Regions from separate parts of the Mus musculus genome. Here region 2 is linked to region 1. Evidence: chromatin contacts called from public HiChIP or PLAC-seq data. All regions are on one chromosome and are shown on one strand. The core of a region is the stretch at or near the end of the contact, and the rest is flanking DNA. Distances in the headings are between cores, read along the strand shown.

The links. HiChIP or PLAC-seq counts read pairs in DNA pulled down with a chosen protein or histone mark.
Region 2: a contact with region 1 is called in an H3K27ac HiChIP or PLAC-seq map of embryonic stem cells, with 4 times the contacts expected there. The contact joins the promoter of Tab3 here to the enhancer-like site in region 1. A contact is called at or near these places in 3 of 39 promoter capture datasets (cranial neural crest, hippocampal neurons and stem cell-derived epiblast-like cells), 1 of 484 Hi-C or Micro-C datasets (embryonic stem cells) and 5 of 115 datasets of contacts at active chromatin or transcription factors (embryonic stem cells and stem cell-derived neural progenitor cells).

The regions. Positions count from the first base shown.
Region 1 is chrX:84,441,078-84,445,634 of GRCm38.p6, reverse strand. The region is part of intron 50 of Dmd (dystrophin, muscular dystrophy); the gene reads right to left. Among named protein-coding and RNA genes, the nearest start is that of Gm52441, 69 kb to the left of the region's middle. Within about 2 kb of position 2,429, at least 9 of the 459 cell types and tissues checked have an H3K27ac peak or open chromatin away from gene starts, as enhancers often do. A contact at or near this core is called in embryonic stem cells and stem cell-derived epiblast-like cells, where this site is marked.
Region 2 is chrX:85,571,275-85,575,831 of GRCm38.p6, reverse strand. It overlaps Tab3 (TGF-beta activated kinase 1/MAP3K7 binding protein 3), which reads right to left and starts at 1,810. Exons shown (of 10, transcript NM_001358447.1): 1 at 1,510-1,810; 2 at 222-282.

The DNA.
Region 1 (4,557 bases), core at 1,180-3,679:
GAGGAGTGTTCACCTATTGACTGACAGAGAAAGAGCTGCTTAGTTTGAGACATCTAAGTAGAAAAATGGGCAGACAGTTAAATATGCATTTAGGTTTTATCTGAGTGTTGACAGCATAGGCACCATTTGAATCTAAATCTCTCTCCTAACTTCTATGTCTACTAAATGGTGTTAAAATTATCAGAAATCCAGAATGTATAAAATTGAACTCACAGCTCCCCTGAATGGTAAAACAATTTATATTTTAATAATTTCCATTTGCATCTAACACAGAACTTGCCAAGCCAAGAACATGAATATTTGAGTTTTTAAAAATATAAATCTCATTCTTATGTCCATGCATTTTTTAATGGTGCTATTGTTCCCATATGCCACAAATATCCACAAATCTTGGTCTCATGCTTTTCCTAAGTTCCTGAACTGTTATAATAGCTTTTAGTGTTGCTCTTATCTAGTCTATTTGCTGCTATTTATTTAGAGAAACCTCTCCAAATCTCAGGCATAGCCCTGGTCCCAGCCTCTTGAAAACATTCTAATCGTTTGCATATCCTCTGCTATATTACTTCTCTTGTAGCTGTAACAGAATATCCAAACAAAAGCAACTCAAGGAAGGGTTTACTTTCACTCTTCTTTGAACATACAGTCCATCATGATTAGGAAGCCATGGTAAAAAGAAGTTTACATAGCTGCTCATTTGGGATCTTTAGCTGGAAAGCTGAGGAAAGCAAATCCTGGCTCTCAGTCTGCTTTATATTCAGTCCCTCACTCCAGTCCATGGAAGGGCAGTGCCCATTGTATGGTGCATTTTCCCATCTCAATTTAAATAATCTACATAATCCCTCACAGATACAGCTAAAGGTTAAGCTAAGTCAAATAACCCCTCACAGATAGGTTTGGACCCTGTTTCCTTAGGTGATAATAAATCCTGTGATGTCAACAAATCAATAGGAACCATCACATCTTCCAATTAAATATTATTGATTCTTATACTTTCAAAAGCATACAATTTTATTTTGATTCTCCTCCTGTAATTCTACCATAACATATCCTTTGGCAACTACTTATAAGTCTAACTCAGTGCTTTAGATATCCTTTAGAAGCTGCCTTGCTTCAAGCTTTTTAAACCTTATGGGACATAGAACATTAGAGACTGTGTAATCTGACTTAGAAAGATTAGTCACAAGAAAGAGTTATAGTGATTCTTCTCCTTCCCTCATTGTGACCAGTTATTCTAACTAAATCTTGGACTGGTCTAGTAATAATTCCAGTATTAGAGATTCCTAGCAAATAAAATAGAAAATAGCTAAAATCTTAATTACCTAGCAAAGTTAATTTGGAGCACAGCCTCCACTCCCAGAGAAGTTGCAGCCCTGCTGCAATTCTTAAAGCCACTCCCCCACACCAGGAGCTCTAAGTCTAAGCTTGAACGTTGCTAATTTGCAATTGAATGGAGTACCTGGGCTTCAGTAAAGAAGCTTTTGTACTATTGCTTTTCACTGTCTCAACTTTGTTTTTCAAGCAGGTTAGTCAACACCCCTCAGACTGTAGCGGGTGTGCACCCTTGCCTCCAACAGCGCAGGTGGTAGTTATTAATCTTCATCAAGAAGCATTCTAAGTACATATTGTTGCTTTGGTCTGAATTGGGAATAAGGTGTGCTAATGAGGGCCGGACAGTCAATGATGGACATCCAGATCTCAGAACCATACCAATCTAAGACAGAGGTACATGCCAAAAGGCCATGGCTGTTGATAACACACCACAGAGCCATGTTTTATGTGAAATATAACACAAACAAGCTGCACCTAGCCTCCAAGACAGAATTGGATGGTTTGGGAAGAACTAAGATTTCCTAAGACAGGCACAGCCGCCAACCACCATAACTCCCAGGTAGGACTATAGAGCATAAATAAATTTTATGCCTCAGTCCAGTTTTTTTTAATATTAATAACAGCGAGGAAATTGTAATCTCCCCCAGCCTGAAGCAGGCTGAGCCAGACCTTGACCTTGCTGCCACTAAGGAGATTACCTAAAGTGGAGCCTTCCTCCCTAGATTACTCTATTGTTCGGCCATTGCCAATGCCACCTTTCCTCCGGCTGAGAGGCCCCTGAGCTATTCTGGAGACTACACCCTATCCTGCATGTTGTCACCTGCAGCTGGTTCCAGGCTCCAAGGATGAATTGGCGGGAATGGGCCTCCCTCCACAACACACTTTATAAGCGCATTTGAAATTAAACATTTGAGTCTTGATCAGGAACCTTGTCTTAGCTCCATTTTTCTCTCCACCGCCTAGTTTCCCCTCTCTTTTCAGCCTCAGCTTGCCTCCCTTTTCTTGTGAGACACAGGGGGGGTTTCAACACTGGGGTTGAGGTTTTGTCTTGTAGGATCTATTGTAATGCTAAGTGCAGGCCGTGAAGAGCTGGTGTCTGACCCAGCCTCCATGTTAATTCTTCATGGTGAATAAAGATGCTGACAGCCAATAGCTACAGAGAAGATACATAGGTGGGGTTAAGTTTTGCTGGGTTTGGGAGAAGCAGAAGGAAGCCTCCAGGGGAGACAAGAGGAACGTGCTGAAGAGAAGAAAAAAACACCATGGGTTAGCTGAGCCATAACAGCATGGCCATGAGGGGTAGCCAATTAGAGCTAAGAACAGCCCAGATGAAACACAGTAAGTAATATTTTGGGTTATGGATAGGAAGGTAGAATCTAACAGGATGCAGAGTAGATTTTAGGAATGCAAACAGTCATACTCAGAGAACTTTGCCCATAAATGTAGCCATGCATTGGACGTGGCTTTTTTATCACACTGATGGTGACATCTTTGTTGCTTCTTAGTACATATTTTACCTTTCTCACTAGTTCATAACTTAACATCTACTCGGTTTACATGGTAGTTTGATATATATTTGGGGGAGTTATTTACCTGTGTAAATGTGCAAACCATAAAGTTAAAAGAAAACCTAGATGTGATATTTAACATTATCATCTCTCAAACTGTGAACAATGATCAGATTTCATGTGATACAGAAATGATCAGCTCTTTGTAGATATACCTAAAAGTGCCTCAGTAAGTAAGTATATGGAACTCATTTTCATAAAATTAAAAGAATGTAACATTTAGTTATCTACTTTTCATAGTGTTTGGCTGCTAGGACAGGAAAATATCCTCCAAGGTAGGGGCAAATTTTCCAGACTCAGTGTTACAATCATTACTAACCCTTTTAGCAAATGATTGTGGAACACTAACAATAGTTTCACAAATTGTTGCAAGCATTTTCTTTATTTCCATCATGAATTGCTTTTACAAATTTCCCTTTTATGTATGTAAGTGGTACTATTGGTTTTGAATAACTATTAGAACCACCTAGGATTATAACTATTCTCTCTATGAAGAAAGGTAAAATATAAATGTATCTCATGGTCTATGTTTACTTTATTAGGTAATAATGTATCAGCAAGACTTTATTTTAAAGGGACATCAGGAAACGGCAGTTTGTGGGCTAAGTCTGTTCCAACGTCCAGATTTATAATTAAAGATTTATTGGAACACAATCACATTTGTTCATTTAGAAGCTCTCTAGGGTTGATTTTGTACTTCAGTAGTATAGTTAGATCATTTTGGCTGACTTTTTTTTCACCTAAAATCCAAGAATAATTACTATCTGGCTTTTCATAGAATAAACTGAAAATTTCTGCTTTAGAACTTTTAGTTGAAATGATGTTATTAATCAATATCTGAAATAGTGATTTTAAAAAGCACTACTCTACTCTTTTACACTATAAAATGGAGACATTTTTATTCACCTCAAATTACATCTTCCTCGATTCAAAGGCTGTTATTGGATAAATCAATTCCTAAATTTCACTATTGTAGTTAAAAGAACAATGGAGTAGAGATAGAAAGTAAAAGTCTTCCGTTTTGAGTTTCCTCAAATTCAGTTTCTGCAATTGCAGTAAAATAATTTTTGTTCTTTAGAGTCATTTTAAGGATCAAAGCAGTCAATAACAGAAATATATAAAGAACTTAACATTTGCGATCATACAGATCTTAATGTTTATTTCCATCTTGAGTTTCACTAACTATAATCATAACTTCTTTAAATTAATATTCATGTGTAATATGACCAATGTCATTCATTTAGTTATTCTGCTACCATTACTTCATTCCTCTGTTAACATGGCTTACTATGGGCCATAGCTTTTCTGTCCAGGTTTGTCTACTCATTTATTTCACTCAACCTACTTGTACCAACTGTATTTACCACAGCATCTTTTACTAGAACACTTCAGCTTTAACCACATAGGGAAAGTAAATTTAAACCTAGATGTGTGTTTCATTGGAACACTAGCTAGCAGAGATGAATAATAGCCTAGTGCCTTTTCATACTTTTGGAACAAATAAATGCTAAGAAGTAGTAATTAGAAGTAACTAACTGGTCGAAGTTAGAGATAAAAGGTTAAGTAAGTGGGTTGGCAGGGACATAGGATATAAAACAGCAGGGCTGGCTTCCCAGAATTCATGACAAACATTAAGTTTCTGGTCTGTATGTTGATTTTA
Region 2 (4,557 bases), core at 561-3,060, 1.1 Mb before region 1:
CCAGCACATAAACACATACAGCGTATCTAGAAAGAACACATGCTCTAAACTTAGATATACAAGAATCTGAGTTCTAGCTTTGCAGTTTACGCACTATATAACCTCAGCTATGTAAGCAAGCTACAGAAGAATACTGAAGTTTTATGCTGTTATCTGTGCAATAGACATTGTCTCTAACATCGAGAAACACTTAGGATTCAATTAAAATGCATACTGCCTACCAAGTCCAGTGACTGCAGATACTCAGCTCACTTTGCTCCAACACAAACTGCACAGGGTTGCCTGCAATTAAAGAATATGTCACATAACAGAAGAAAAGTCAGGGCGACTGGACATTCATTATGCCTTGTCAGATGTAACGTCAGGAATCATATATTTATTATCTACCTTCCCTAAAGCCAACTTTGTCTTGATTAAACAAGTTCTAGGAGAAAGGGGAGGGGGACTGTACGTTTGTAAAAATTACATAACCCACTGATTACAAATTACGTATATGTAGAATTGAAGACGTGCTTGCTGACTTCCAGTGTTCATTGAGAAAAGTTACCATAGAAGATAGTGTACTTTGTAATTGAATATTATAGTTAAATCTCCATTTAAAAAAATCCAAAAACTTCTCAACCATGCGTCCTTTCTAAGTGTGTTCTTTTATAGTCCTATAAATCACTCATAAAGCAAAAAGTAAGCCCCCGACCCCCACCCACTAACAAAGTACAGAGCAAGCCGGGTTCATCAAGTTGTTCTTTTACACTGCTCCTTCCTTTCCGTTTACAAACTCCTAAATACATTATAAATGATAAAAATTGACAAAGGTTACTGAAGCCCACAACCAAAGAGCCCTGCCTTGCACCACTAACAGGCAATTTCCCCAGCAACAACCAAATTCTAAATGTTATGCTTCAGAACAGGCAGTTTTTTATACTTCAACGTGTCTTGAATCTGAACTTTTGGTTCTTTACTGTGCAGCTTACTTTCTCCTTCACCTTGCCTACATCTTCCCTCCTCCTATCCTACTTAATCCACTTTATAAGCAGATACGCGGTAGTAAACTATAAACCTCCAACTAGGACCAACTCTAATCTGTTGTTGGACCTCAGAGGGCGGCTGTTCAGTGTCATCTTTAAAAGACGACAGTATCTTAGCTTTCCTCAACACCTGCCAACAATTATTTGCAAACCACTTCCACGACAATCATTTCTACCACTACTAACCTTGCGCACAGGTCCCAACACCTTTAAAAGAATCAGCCTTAGTTCTGCGAGTCCTAATCCCTCGAACGCCTTAACCCGGACTTCAAACCTGTCCATAGAGGTGCGTTCTGCAGGATGTCCAGGAGCCCAGGAGGAAAGGCATCCTCGCCTCTCCCGCGAGGGCTGATAGCGATCAAGCCCCTCCACCCCCAACCCGCAGCCACTCCCTCTCCCCTCGGCCTCGGGGCGTTCGGGGCGTCCTGGCGGGCGCAGCCGCCACGACAGGCCCTGCGCAAACCTCCCGCAGCCAGGTACTTACCCGGGCCGGCTGAGAGCCAGAGGCCGGGACGAGCCCCGCCGACACCCGCAGTCTCGCCCACGCCCAACGTCGTGGTCGCGGGGTCACTAGGACGACCCCAGGGCACCTCCGAAGTCCTAGCCTCGGGCAGGTGCCGGGCCTCCCCGCCACCACTCACCGAGCCCCCGCGGCCGCTCCGGGCTCCTCCGCCCGGCCCTCGGTCCGTCCGCAGGCTCCCACGGGGGGTCCGGGCGGGCACGGCTTCCCCGGCCGAACCCCCTTGACTGCGCGCCGTGCCGAGGGCAGATCCGGTGTGAGCCGCCGCCGCCGCTGCCGCCGCCCCCTTGCCTCCTCCTCCTCCCTCGCGGCGTCCCTCCCACTGAAGCCCGCCTCGTATTTCCTGGATCCGGTCTCTGGGAGAGGTTGGGCCAAAGAGCTGCCGGCTTCAGGGCTTCCGTCGGGCGCCTTCGCTCGCCAGACACAAAGATGGCACCGCCCGGGCCTGCTGTAAGCGATCTCGCGAGGCTTTCCCCACGGGAACCAGAGGGCGGGGTCCCCACAGGAAAGGTGATAAATGAATCTCCCTCCCTCCTCCCCGCCGCGAGGGCTCGCCCAGGTCCGAGCTGGGCCCCGCCCCCGCACTGGGGGAGTTTAGTGCGCCTGCGCGAGACCGTGGGTTCTGCCGCTTCCCAGAACTGCCTCTAAAGTGAGAACCCTGCTCGGAGTTTGTACCTGTTTCCTCCTGAGGTGTGGGGCGGAGTTACAGAGCGAAACCCAGTAAAGCGCTCCGCATGGTCAGGAGCCAAACTGAGATGCATCTCTTAAGGCTTGGCATCCCACATAGGCTCCGAAGATTAAAACAGGCTTAGACGCTCCCAGAAGTCCTCCAAGTCCTTTGCTCCTCCTGATCTCTGCTGTGACCCTGGTGTTCAGAAAGTCTCCGATGCTCTTTCATTCTGTTGGTTCACATTACCATGCTCTTCGGAGAAAACAACTGTTGTCGGGTTTTGCACACAAATAACTCCTTTTCTAGTATTTTTTTCTTTTGATTCATAGAGTCAAATAAGTATTGTTCAATTTCCTATACACTTACTATTGAGGAACATAATGCTCTGACCACACACACACACACACACACAAATATTGGTCTGAGATGGAGGACAGGAAAAAAGTTTTATGGTATAAATAAACAGAGATAGGATTCAAAGAGAGATGCCATCGCTCAAAGAAGAAAAAGAACTAGAAATAGAACTTCCACATGACCTAGATATATCATTCTGGAATATACACCCGAGGACTCCAAGCATACCACAGACATACTTGTACATTTACATGTACTATATAGCACGACTCACAACAGCCAAGATAAAGAATCAGCCAAGATGCTCACCGACAGATGAGTGGATAAAATGAGGCATGTAAAAATGTGGAATTTTATACTATTACGAAGACAAACTATGTATTTTCAGGAAAATGGATGAAACTGGAAATAATTATATTAATTGGAATAAGACATTCCGATGTGTCCTTTCTCTTGTATGCAGCATCTATATTTTTAAAGGCTATATGTAAATTTCATGAAGTCATTGCTTTTAGTCACTGAGTAGTCCTCCATCATGTAAAGTGAATGGGAAGAAAGGGGAACATAGACTGCCTGGGATGGGGGGGAATGGGGAGGGTCCAGTTTAGATGCTTAGAAGACGGTTTGTGGAAGCAAATCTCAAACTTCTGAGGAGAGGGGAGCTTTCAGTGGAGATGGGGTCCCTGGGGGAAACATCTGACACGGGATTTGCATGTCCTGGGAAACTATAATCTAGATCCAAGGACTGCTAGGGAAAGGAAGTACCAGTTTCCTAAATTCCCCTCAGTCTGATGAAAATGAGATATGGACTAGAGCTGAATCTGATCCTTAACTTCCGGCGTCAAAAGCCACTTTTTTTTTTTTTTTGGAAGGTATAGGTGTTCAGAAGAGGCAGGTGTCCTAAGTCACTTTCTCATACTGCACATAGGGAAGGCTACTGTGCTATATATATTGTAGATAACTGAACAGAACACCAATGGCTTATGCTCTAAGATCAAGAATCAACAAATGAAACCTCATAAAATTGTAAAGCTTCTGTAAGACAAAGGATACTGTCAAGAGGACAAAACAGCAACTGACAAATTGCAAAAAGATCTTAACCAATCGTACATCAGATAGAGGGCTAATATCCAATATATAAAAAGAACTGAAGAAGTTAGACTCCGAGAGCCAAATAACCCTATTAAAAATGGGGTACAGAGCTAAACAAAGAATTCTCAACTGAGGAAACTCATTTTGACAAGAAACACCTAAAGAAATGTTCAACATTCTTAGTCATCAGGGAAATGCAAATCAAAACAACCCTGAGATTTCACCTCACATCAGTCAGAATGGCTAAGATGAAAAACCCAGGTGACAGCAAATGCTGGTGAGGATGTGGAGAAGGAGGAACACTCCTCCATTGCTGGTGAAATTGCAAGCTGGTACAAGCACTCTGAAAATCAATTTGGCGGTTCCTCAGGAAATTAGCCATAGTTCTACCAGAGGACCCAGCAATACCACTCCTGGGCATATATCCAGAAGATGCTCTAACATGTAACAAGAATACATGCTCCACTATGTTCATAGCAGCCTTATTTATAATAGTCAGAAGCTGAAAGAACCCAGATGTCCCTCAACAGAGGAATGTATATAGAAAATGTGGTATACTTACACAATGGGGTGCTACTCAGGAATTAAAAACAATGACTTCATGAAATTTACAGGCAAATAGATGGAACTTGAAAATATCATCCTAAGTGAGGTAGCCCAGTCACAAAAGAACATACATGGTATGCACTCACTGATAAGTGGATATTAGCTCAAAAGTTCAGAATACCCAAGATATAATTCACAGTTCATATGAAGCTCAAGAAAAAGGAAGACCAAGGTATGGATGCTTCAGTACTTCTTAGAAGAAGGAACAGGGCTGGTGAGATGGCTCAGCGGGTAAGAGCACTGACTGCTCTTCCAAAGGTCCAGAGTTCAAATCCCAGCAACCACATGGT